2 separate regions of the Mus musculus genome follow, and region 1 is linked to region 2. Evidence: chromatin contacts called from public Hi-C data. All regions are on one chromosome and are shown on one strand. The core of a region is the stretch at or near the end of the contact, and the rest is flanking DNA. Distances in the headings are between cores, read along the strand shown.

Region 1 (4,653 bases), core at 369-2,868, 480 kb before region 2:
ACACTTCCTATTCTCACAATGGACTTACTCTGAAGAAGGAAAAACCAGCCAGACATGGATCAGAACTATAATCCCACTACTTAGAAGGTTGAGACAGGAAGGTCTGGAGTTCAGAGACAGCCCAGGTAACATAGTGATTGTGTCCTACAAACAAATGGGACGTATGTTGGTATAACACTAAAGCCAAACCATGTTTTGGGTCCCTGAGATAAGCATGCTTCTTCATGAGCTCTGCTCTGGAATCTCCAAGCAATAGAACAAGGAGTTCAACTCCTTGTCCCCATCAGTCCGCTGCCAAGGCCAGGCTGAGAACAGGGTTGCCTTGAGCTCCTTGGTCAACAAGGCCCTGCATACAGAGACCTATCAGTTATGACCAGAATCTCTACCTCATCCCACCTAGAAGATGGAAGTCCCATGGTGTTCTGTTTTTAAGTCAGTACACCTGGAGTGCAGTCAAGGTGTCTGCTGCTTCAGCAGTGTCATCCCATGATTCTGAAATGAATCAATATGTCAGAGCGTATAGATCAGTACCCCAGTACTCTGTGATTCTCAGCATCAGTCTGCCTCTGCATCCTCAGACTACCCCTCAATAAAATGGTGAACCAGGGCAATGTATATTAGAATTCAGGCTCCCCACCAGGTTTAAAGACATAGATCCCATGTCAAACCCACGCCTGGCTCTCTCTCTCTCTGTTACAGGAGCTTTGCTCATCACAAATACTACTGTCAGAATCCAGGCTTTGCAGCTGATGACCTCTTATGGGTCTGGCTTCATCATTAGCACGATGTTGTCATGAATAAATACTGGTTCTTCCGGCATTAAGTGGATGCATTATCTATTTCATGGTATCAATTATTTTATTTTAATAGTCAATTTTACTGAGATTTAGTTACATATGATGCATTTCAAAAATACAGTTTATGGTCGGCAAAATGGCTCAGTGCACAGAGACACTGGCAGGCTGGCCTGACAAATATGAATTCAAGTTATCAGATCCCACAAGGTGGCAGGAGAGAACCGGTTCTTGAGAATTGTCCTCTGACCTTCAAGTGTGCACTTGGACATATGAATGCGTGCCTGTTCCAGTACTCAATGTCACCCACAGACTCACTCAATGAGCTTAAGAAACTTTTCCAGCTTTAGAATTGATAATCTGGGGTTTGGGATTGAACAATTACAATGCATATAACTTTCTGACACACCATCAATTTTCAATTTTATAGCACAACAGTAAGTCTTGAACCTTCAAACGTTCCCTTTCTGTAGTATTTCAAAGCAGCATTATACTATTAACGTGATTGTATCAATCAATCAAGGATACACACACCGGGCTCAGGGTTAGAAATACAGTCCCCTAACCTCCACAGAAATTAGGATGAAAACCACAGATGAGCAATGTGCTGAAGACAGTTACAAAGTGATTGCATCTCAATAAAGTTAGCAACGTGAACTCTGGAACCTTACTGGGCTTCTCTCCTCTGGATTGGTTTATGATGTTATAGAAAACCCATGGCTTACCTTTTAAAGAACTGGAACCTGACTAATTTCCCTAAGGCCTTATATATGAACATCAGAGTCATCCACCCAGGGGAGCATAACTTAAGATGCTGCTGCTCACTGCAGGGCAATCCCAGAGCAAGGTAATTAAACCGCAGTTTCCAGAGCCCAGCGTCCCACTGAAAGGATCCCGGCTGGAGCACTTCTGAGCAGCTCTTCACTGGAAAGGAGGAAACCATAGGAAGCAATTGCCTTACCTTGGCGCTCACTTGGCCCCAGTAAGGACACAAAGTCTCCCTTGGTCTCCCATTAACTTCTCTCAGGGTTGGTGCCTTAACATTATACAGAAAGATTGTCTCATCACTTTCTTTGAGAAATAAATTCGGCTCAGCACAGACAAGAGACCAAGATAAGAGCAAAGAAATTATTGTACCAAAGTCTACCTTGGTCAACCAATGAGTTGAATTTCCAGTAGTGTGGGCATCTCAAGGGTGGCTACATCAAGAGAGGGCAGTGTCCTTCTCCTGGTCATCATTCACTACTTGGCACCTGTGAAGATGGGCAGCACGTGTTAGTGGGGACAGTCTTGTATCTCCTGCAGGCTACCACAGCTGTTCTCATTGCAGGACTACACTGGCCACACCATGCTTGGAGAAAGAGTTTTATGATAAGGCATATGTTTATAAAATCAGCAAAACTTCTATAGTTTAGAGCACAGTGATGGCATGACATTTCTATCATACTTATCCTGGGTCAGATGCTATTCTAAATCCTTTATATAGCAACAGGCTAGATAATCACAGCAGTATCATGTAGATATTATTAATATCAAATCCTTTGCATACATTCAAGGCTGTAAACTGCAGTTCCCAAAATTAAAAGCCACACTTTTTCTTAATATTCCTCAAGGCAAATTGATTCATAGATTGTGGAGACATGGATTGTCAGACCAGTCAAAGCCAAATGGGTTACTTCAGCTCCCTTTGTAGCCACTGGTTGGATACTTCCATGTTTGACTTAACAGCCAAGCTTGTGATTATTAGACAAATATTTATGAAATGCACCATCAGCTTCCAGCAAGCCAAAGGACAAGGATGTCATTAGATCATTAGAGTCTATAACAGTCTTCCTCGCTTTGGCATAACCCACCTGACAGTCTCACCAAAAAAAAAAAATCTGAAAAGTGTATTGATTTATAAAACCTTCATGAAACTGTTATATTGGAACATGCTATTTTGAGTAAACTAAATGAGTGCCTCCAGGCTAGAATGACCCATTTTCAGCCCTGGAGTAAACTACCTCTTATTCTGAGACAGATGCATTTTTGTATTAACAAGACCCAGTCCATGTAGATTGAAACCAGTAGAGCCAAAACTTCAACCATAGGCAGTTAACTCCTGAGTCTGCACTTCTAAACAGTGCAGTTCTTCTTTTTGGGAAAAATGACTTGATGCTAAAAGATGGGGGGCATTTTTATCAAAAGTGGGCTGGTGAAAGAAACCATTCTCCCAGTGAAACACACTATGAAAAAGTGCCAGAAGCCCCCACTGAGCCGAAGAGCAAGATGAGGCTGTATACCACACAGCCTTTCTAGTGAAAAGCATGTTGTTAAAAATAATTTGGGAGAGACCTGTGAATACGGTGTGCATTTTGGTGGCTTTCAGGTTAATTACAAGTTGTCAGCTTTGCTTAAGAATAATTTACAAGTTGGAGGGATTGTTATGCATTTTAATGAACCCTTCATTTCATTTCATGCCTCTTGGATTCTCAAGTCATCACTAGAAACATCTTCCTCGTTTCAGGAATGCCAAGGAATTCTCTTTTCTTCTGGTGCTCCTAAGATTCCTTTACAATGTGAATTTGTAGACTAGTTTAAGATTGTAATGACATACAGGTGGGATGTAAACATGCCTATTTAGGACAACTTACAACTTTAACTTGCCTTCTTCCTCTGCCTCCTTGCTCCCCACCTCTGGTTTGAGATGCCTACTCTCTTTCCTGAAGCAAATTCACATACAAATTTCAGCACAGTCTTGGCCTCATTTTATTTTGGGGGAGGGTGTTTTCCATTTCTGAAGCAGCCTGAGGCCTTTGTGCTCAACTATCATTTTATTCCTTAGGATAAACTTATGGTGTGTTTAGAGTACTGCATTTTTACCTTATCATCCTGGGAAAGTCACAGAAATGCCTTTCCTGCCGTGCTTTGACCAGAAACAGACCTCTAAAGACTGCCATATCCGGGGATCCATCCCATAATCAGCTTCCAAACGCCAACACCATTGCATACACTAGCAAGATTTTGCTGAAAGGACCCTGATATAGCTGTCTCTTGTGAGACACTGCCGGGGCCTAGCAAACACAGAAGTGGATGCTCATAGTCAGCTATTGAATGGACCACAGGGCCCCCAATGGAGGAGCTAGAGAAACTACCCAAGGAGCTAAAGGGATCTGCAACCCTATAGATGGAACAACATTATGAACTAACCTGTACCCCGGAGCTCTTGACTCTAGCTGCATATGTATCAAAAGATGGCCTAGTCGGCCATCACTGAAAAGAGAGGCCCATTGGACTTGCAAACTGTATATGCCCCGGTACAGGGGAACGCCAGGGCCAAAAAGTGGGAGTGGGTGGGTAGGGGAGTGGGGGGGGGTGTAATGGGGACTTTTTGGATAGCATTGGAAATGTAAATGAGGAAAATACCTAATTAAAAGAGATTAATTCTAAAAAAGAAAGAATTAAAAAACAAAACAAAACAAAAAAACAAGAAATACTCTCCTGGCCATGGGATTGGACCTCTCTCTGGATGACTTTCACGTTTATATTTTACCTCCTTAATTCTATAGGTGATTTAACTTTTGAAATATAGCAGTAATAAGAACCTGGACTAAATTCACCGTGTGTGGCTTGGAGCAGGAAGTCTAGATGGCCTCTAACTGGTGGGTCTGCTTTACTGTGGTACAAAGGCAAGAGGCATTCAACAGAAAGCAAGCTGGGGCGTTTAACCCTGGCCTCTTTCCTGTATAGCAATATGCAGTATATGGTGATGCTGGGAGGCAATGCAAGCCACACCCACAAGCCAGTCACAGTCACAGTGACCAATACTCTGTACAGTGGTTACATTAATGTTTGGGAGTGAACTGAGCGCATTCTCAAA
Region 2 (4,463 bases), core at 1,697-4,196:
ACTTAAGCTTACTAATAGGAGAAGTGGCTGCCTGCCAGGGCCTTCCAGGGTGCCTTGGCCTTCCCTTTAATGTGTTATTAAAAAGTGCCTGTGAGGTGTTGAGGCTGGACTCACAGGTCCTGGGCCTGGAGCTTTGCAATGAAAATCCAGCACTTGGTTAGCATATTGAAATTGGAAGTCATGCAGAGCTAGGCTTCCATTATCTAAACCTGCAAGCTGTTAATATGTATGCCGTCATTCAAATGTATTGCGAGATGGGAATTTTTCCTTTCTAAGTGAGTACTTGAGATGCTCGTGGAGACTGACCCAGCGCTGCACAGGAACTTTCCAGGGGATCAGATCAGAACTGGGCCCCTCGGAGAATATGGGGTTCGGAGTCCTCCGTTATAGGATCATGTGTGTGGTGACACTGGCCTGATGCTCTGGATTTTGTAGAGCAGTACCCGTATTGAAGGGACCATAATCCTCAGGCTACAGGCGAGAATACATTTCTCATCCATAGTGCTTCCATATAGATCCTGCCTTTTAAAAACTTCTCTTTTATCCATTTTTATATGCATCCCATTGTCTATTTAGTTTGCCTATTACTAAACCATATCCTTAAGCTCCAACTTTTATTGTCATAAATGAGTTCATCTCTCAGCCTTCATCAGAGACGCTTCTGTTTTGCAATAGATTGTGATTAATACAGAGACCTACAACTGCTCAACATGCAGGGAACAAGAGACTGCTGTGTGCAGATCTAAATGGAAACTGCATCACACCCTTTCCTTTTAAGGCTTAAGTGTCATTACAAAAGAGGGTAGAAAAAATTGCAAGACCTAGAGACTGTGGACACCTGTGGAGAAATTACTTGCCGCACATGACAGTGCCATTGCGCATGTGGAATTAGTAGGTGTGACTATATCACATGACCTGTTCAAAATCAAGTCAGCTAAAATTCCAGCATGGATGGGCAGTTCTCATTAAGTCTTGCCCCTAACTGAGGAACTTTTGACAACTAATTTAGGCTGCTAGGGGAACAAGAGTCAAGTTCTTCAAGGATATGATCTGGGAGAAGCTACCCATTCTCTAGTAGATGGAATTGTATCTATGCACGCACACACACACACACGCACACACACACACACACACACACACACACACCAGTAAGTGCATTCAATGCATTTAGTATCCAAGGAGCTAAAGAGATCTGCAACCCTGTAGGTGCAACAACATTATGAACTAACCAGTACCCCGGAGCTCTTGACTCTAGTTGCATCTGTATCAAAAGATGGCCTAGTCGGCCATCACTGGGAAGAGAGGCCCATTGGACACGCAAACTTTATATGCCCCAGTACAGGGGAACGCCAGGGCCAAGAAGTGGGAATGGGTGGGTAGGGAAGTGGGGGGGGGGAGGGTATGGGGGACTTTTGGGATAGCATTCTAAATGTAATTGAGGAAAATACGTAATAATAAAAAATATTAAACAAAACAAAACAAAAAAAAACAAAGCAAATGAAGTTAGGAGGAAAATGAAATCTGGGGATGGGTCAGTTATAGAGGAGGGATTCGGAGTTGGTATCTGATGAAACTACATTATATATGTGTATGTATGTATGAAATTCTCAAACAATAAAAATGTAATTTAAAATAATGAAGAGCAAAAAACTTTTGGAATGGAAAAACATTCTCCTTACTGTCCCGCTATTATTTGAACTTTCTAGTCCGACTTTCTGTGTCCGGGCCCAGCCTTACAGGGTGCTTAAGAGGCGTGTGATCAATAAATCGATACTCTGTTCAGCTAGCTAGAATATGTTTGCATTGGAAATAGTATGTGTGTTACTTACAAGATACTTTTTGGATATTTCATTGCCTAAGATTCATTTTCTTGTGTGAAGATAATGTGAAGGCATGATACTACACCAAACATGTATAGTTTCATGTTTGGGGATGATAAGCGTTTTCAATATTATTTTCAAAAAGAATAGATAGTTTTATCTGTTTCTTATCTATCAAAAATAAAGACTTAGGTTTTGAAGACTCTTTTCAGAGATAAAACTTCTAAAGACACATGACTTGGAATATCCCTAGTTGTCCGGCTCAGTAATATCTGTCTTGTATGTTGACAGTAGGCATGTGGATTGTCTGGTGCCATGATGCCTTCTTGAATGTTGACAGTAAGCATGTGTGGATTGAGTCTGGTGGCTGGTTCTAGTTTAATCTCTGGTAAGTCTATTCTTTTACTCAAATTGGTGTTTCATTATTAAAATTAGTGGGTACATAACACATCTTGCCTGTCAAAAGGACATATAGTTTTAATATTTTGCCACACTCTCTCAGGACACTAGTCTGCAATGTGGGTTAATGGGTTGAAAGCCTGTGAATGTCAGAAAAACAAAAGAGAATTAATCTCTTAGGACCCTTTTGTAACCACCAACTTCTGGTTTTTATTTTACATTTTGTATACCTCAAGCAAAAAAGAAAGAACTATTTCCCTCAGCTCCCTCCCTTTTTCTAAAAATAATTCACTTTTGGTTTGTAACCCTATAACACATGCCAAAATTCAACCCAGAGTGAATTTTTGTAGCAAACTTAAAACCCCCAAAATAGAAACTGCTGACAGTTTCTTAAATACAGAAACACTGGCAGGTGCCTTGGTAATAAATTCACAGGCTTAGAATCCACAAAACAATAAAGTTATGCAAATTGGACTATGAAGAAAGAATAACCCTGAGACAAACAGCAAAGACACAGCTTCAGCCCCTGGGCTCCTGATTTGGTAACGTGGGACAAGTCACCTTAAGAGAATCACGGAGATTTAAGATCAAGGGAGCTTTCCCAGACATAACACTGGGCCACAGCTCGAGCAGAAAAATTAAGAACAGACTTCTTTGTTGCCCTAACCATAAGCAGACAGGACCAACTCACAGGCCTTGCTTATGGCTCCCAGGGTGAAGTGGAAAATTACAGAGTACTTCCTTGATGAAGTTCTCAGAGTTGCCGTTTTAATTGTTCCTTCAGCAACATCCCCGTCAGTCATATTTAGATTAGCTGTTTAATTTTAGTCCAACAATCAAGAATGTCATCCATTTCTGAATCCCATTTATTTTAAACATCCATACTTAATTGTCTTTTACTTTTGTTATTAACCTCTGATTCTGGCAGCAAAACAGAAAGCTGATCTTCTTTAATAAAAAGAAAAGGTGATGGGCGACTAGCTTATTTCAAGTAAATACATTTTCAATTAAAATGTAAAATGTCTCTAATAAGCTCAGATGGAGTAAATGGAGCTAGAGAGACCAGCACTTTCCTTTAGTGGGTGATAAGGCGCGACTTCTGATCCGGAAGCATTGCTTGCAGAATGTAATCAAAATGTTTCATGTTTTTATTTTTTGATTTTTATCAATTTTAACTGCCAAAGCAGCTCAGAATGGATGCTCTGCTTTGAAGAACAAAGTTGCCAGGGTCAGTGACCATAAATACTTCTTTTTAAAAGTGCTGTGTCTCATTATCTAGCACTGCTAGATGGTATAAATAGGTTCTCAGAAGGATTACCTGAAATGTAAAAGCTCATGATTATAAACTCAGAAACAGAAAGAGTGAGTTCAGTGGAATGGGGATGGCCAGGTGCTCACTCTTCTCAGGGCTAGAAGTCAAGGGGAGCATCCATCCTGATGCTGAGTCTGAAGCAGGGTAGCAGTCAATGGAAGCATCCATCCTGATGCTGAGTCTGAAGCAGGGTAGCAGTCAATGGAAGCATCCATCCTGATGCTGACTCTGAAGCAGGGCAGCAGCACAGACAACAGACTCTCCAGGCTCCCTGTACCTTCCAGGAGTACACCCGGAAGTCACCTGTGCATTCAATGGTTTAAAACCAATGCTGTCTGTTTCTCTGCAGTACTGACTGAAACTGTTTCTAGAAAGGAAGAAAATAATATATGGATGCTTAATAATCATTTTGATTATTTCCTAGCTTAAGAATTTCAAAAGAAATGAGAGCTCAAACATTCCACAGGCAAGATGATTGACCAATGAATGTTAGATCGTGGCCTGTGGAGCATTTCCTTGGTGATTTCTGCCTCCCACTGAACAGACAGAGCTCCGCTGTTCTAAACTGGGACTTGTAGCTTTGCTTAAATTGCATTCTCTCCTCTTCTTCTACTTCCTCATCCTACTCTGTCTTATTTTCTTCCCCCTCTTCATCCCTTTCCCTAACCCTCTCCCTCTCTGATTTCTCTAAAAACAAACTAAAGCCCCTCTCTAGTTGCCTGACCATGGGTTCTTCTCTGTAATATTGTTTTCTTCATACAACTAATGAATACTCAAGTTCAGGAAGGGAAGGAATGCAGCTTCTAACCAATGGTGGTCTGCTTTCCAGCCAGGGTGTTTCAAGTTGAGTCTGTTGGTGTTTCATGCATCATTGGCACAATGCACAGATCACTGATTGTGCCAGAACCCGGCTGTGGTGAAGCTCCCGTAGA

Evidence for each region. Hi-C and Micro-C count contacts between places; a contact is called where the count stands out from the background.
Region 1: a contact with region 2 is called in a Hi-C map of DN2 thymocytes, with 6 times the contacts expected there. The contact joins two enhancer-like sites. A contact is called at or near these places in 2 of 39 promoter capture datasets (the 3T3-L1 cell line and the C10 cell line), 3 of 15 datasets of contacts at CTCF or cohesin (the NIH/3T3 cell line, large pre-B cells and pro-B cells), 38 of 484 Hi-C or Micro-C datasets (3T3-L1-derived adipocytes, the 4T1 cell line, the AML12 cell line and 28 more), 5 of 115 datasets of contacts at active chromatin or transcription factors (the 230-238 cell line, bone marrow-derived macrophages, large pre-B cells and 2 more) and 1 of 9 other capture datasets (adipose tissue).

Annotation. Positions count from the first base shown.
Region 1 is chr12:35,158,251-35,162,903 of GRCm38.p6, reverse strand. No RefSeq gene overlaps it. Among named protein-coding and RNA genes, the nearest start is that of Mir680-3, 34 kb to the left of the region's middle. Within about 2 kb of position 1,618, at least 3 of the 459 cell types and tissues checked have an H3K27ac peak or open chromatin away from gene starts, as enhancers often do. A contact at or near this core is called in DN2 thymocytes, where this site is marked.
Region 2 is chr12:34,679,179-34,683,641 of GRCm38.p6, reverse strand. The region is part of intron 3 of Hdac9 (histone deacetylase 9); the gene reads left to right. Among named protein-coding and RNA genes, the nearest start is that of Gm46347, 110 kb to the left of the region's middle. Within about 2 kb of position 2,946, at least 31 of the 459 cell types and tissues checked have an H3K27ac peak or open chromatin away from gene starts, as enhancers often do. A contact at or near this core is called in DN2 thymocytes, where this site is marked.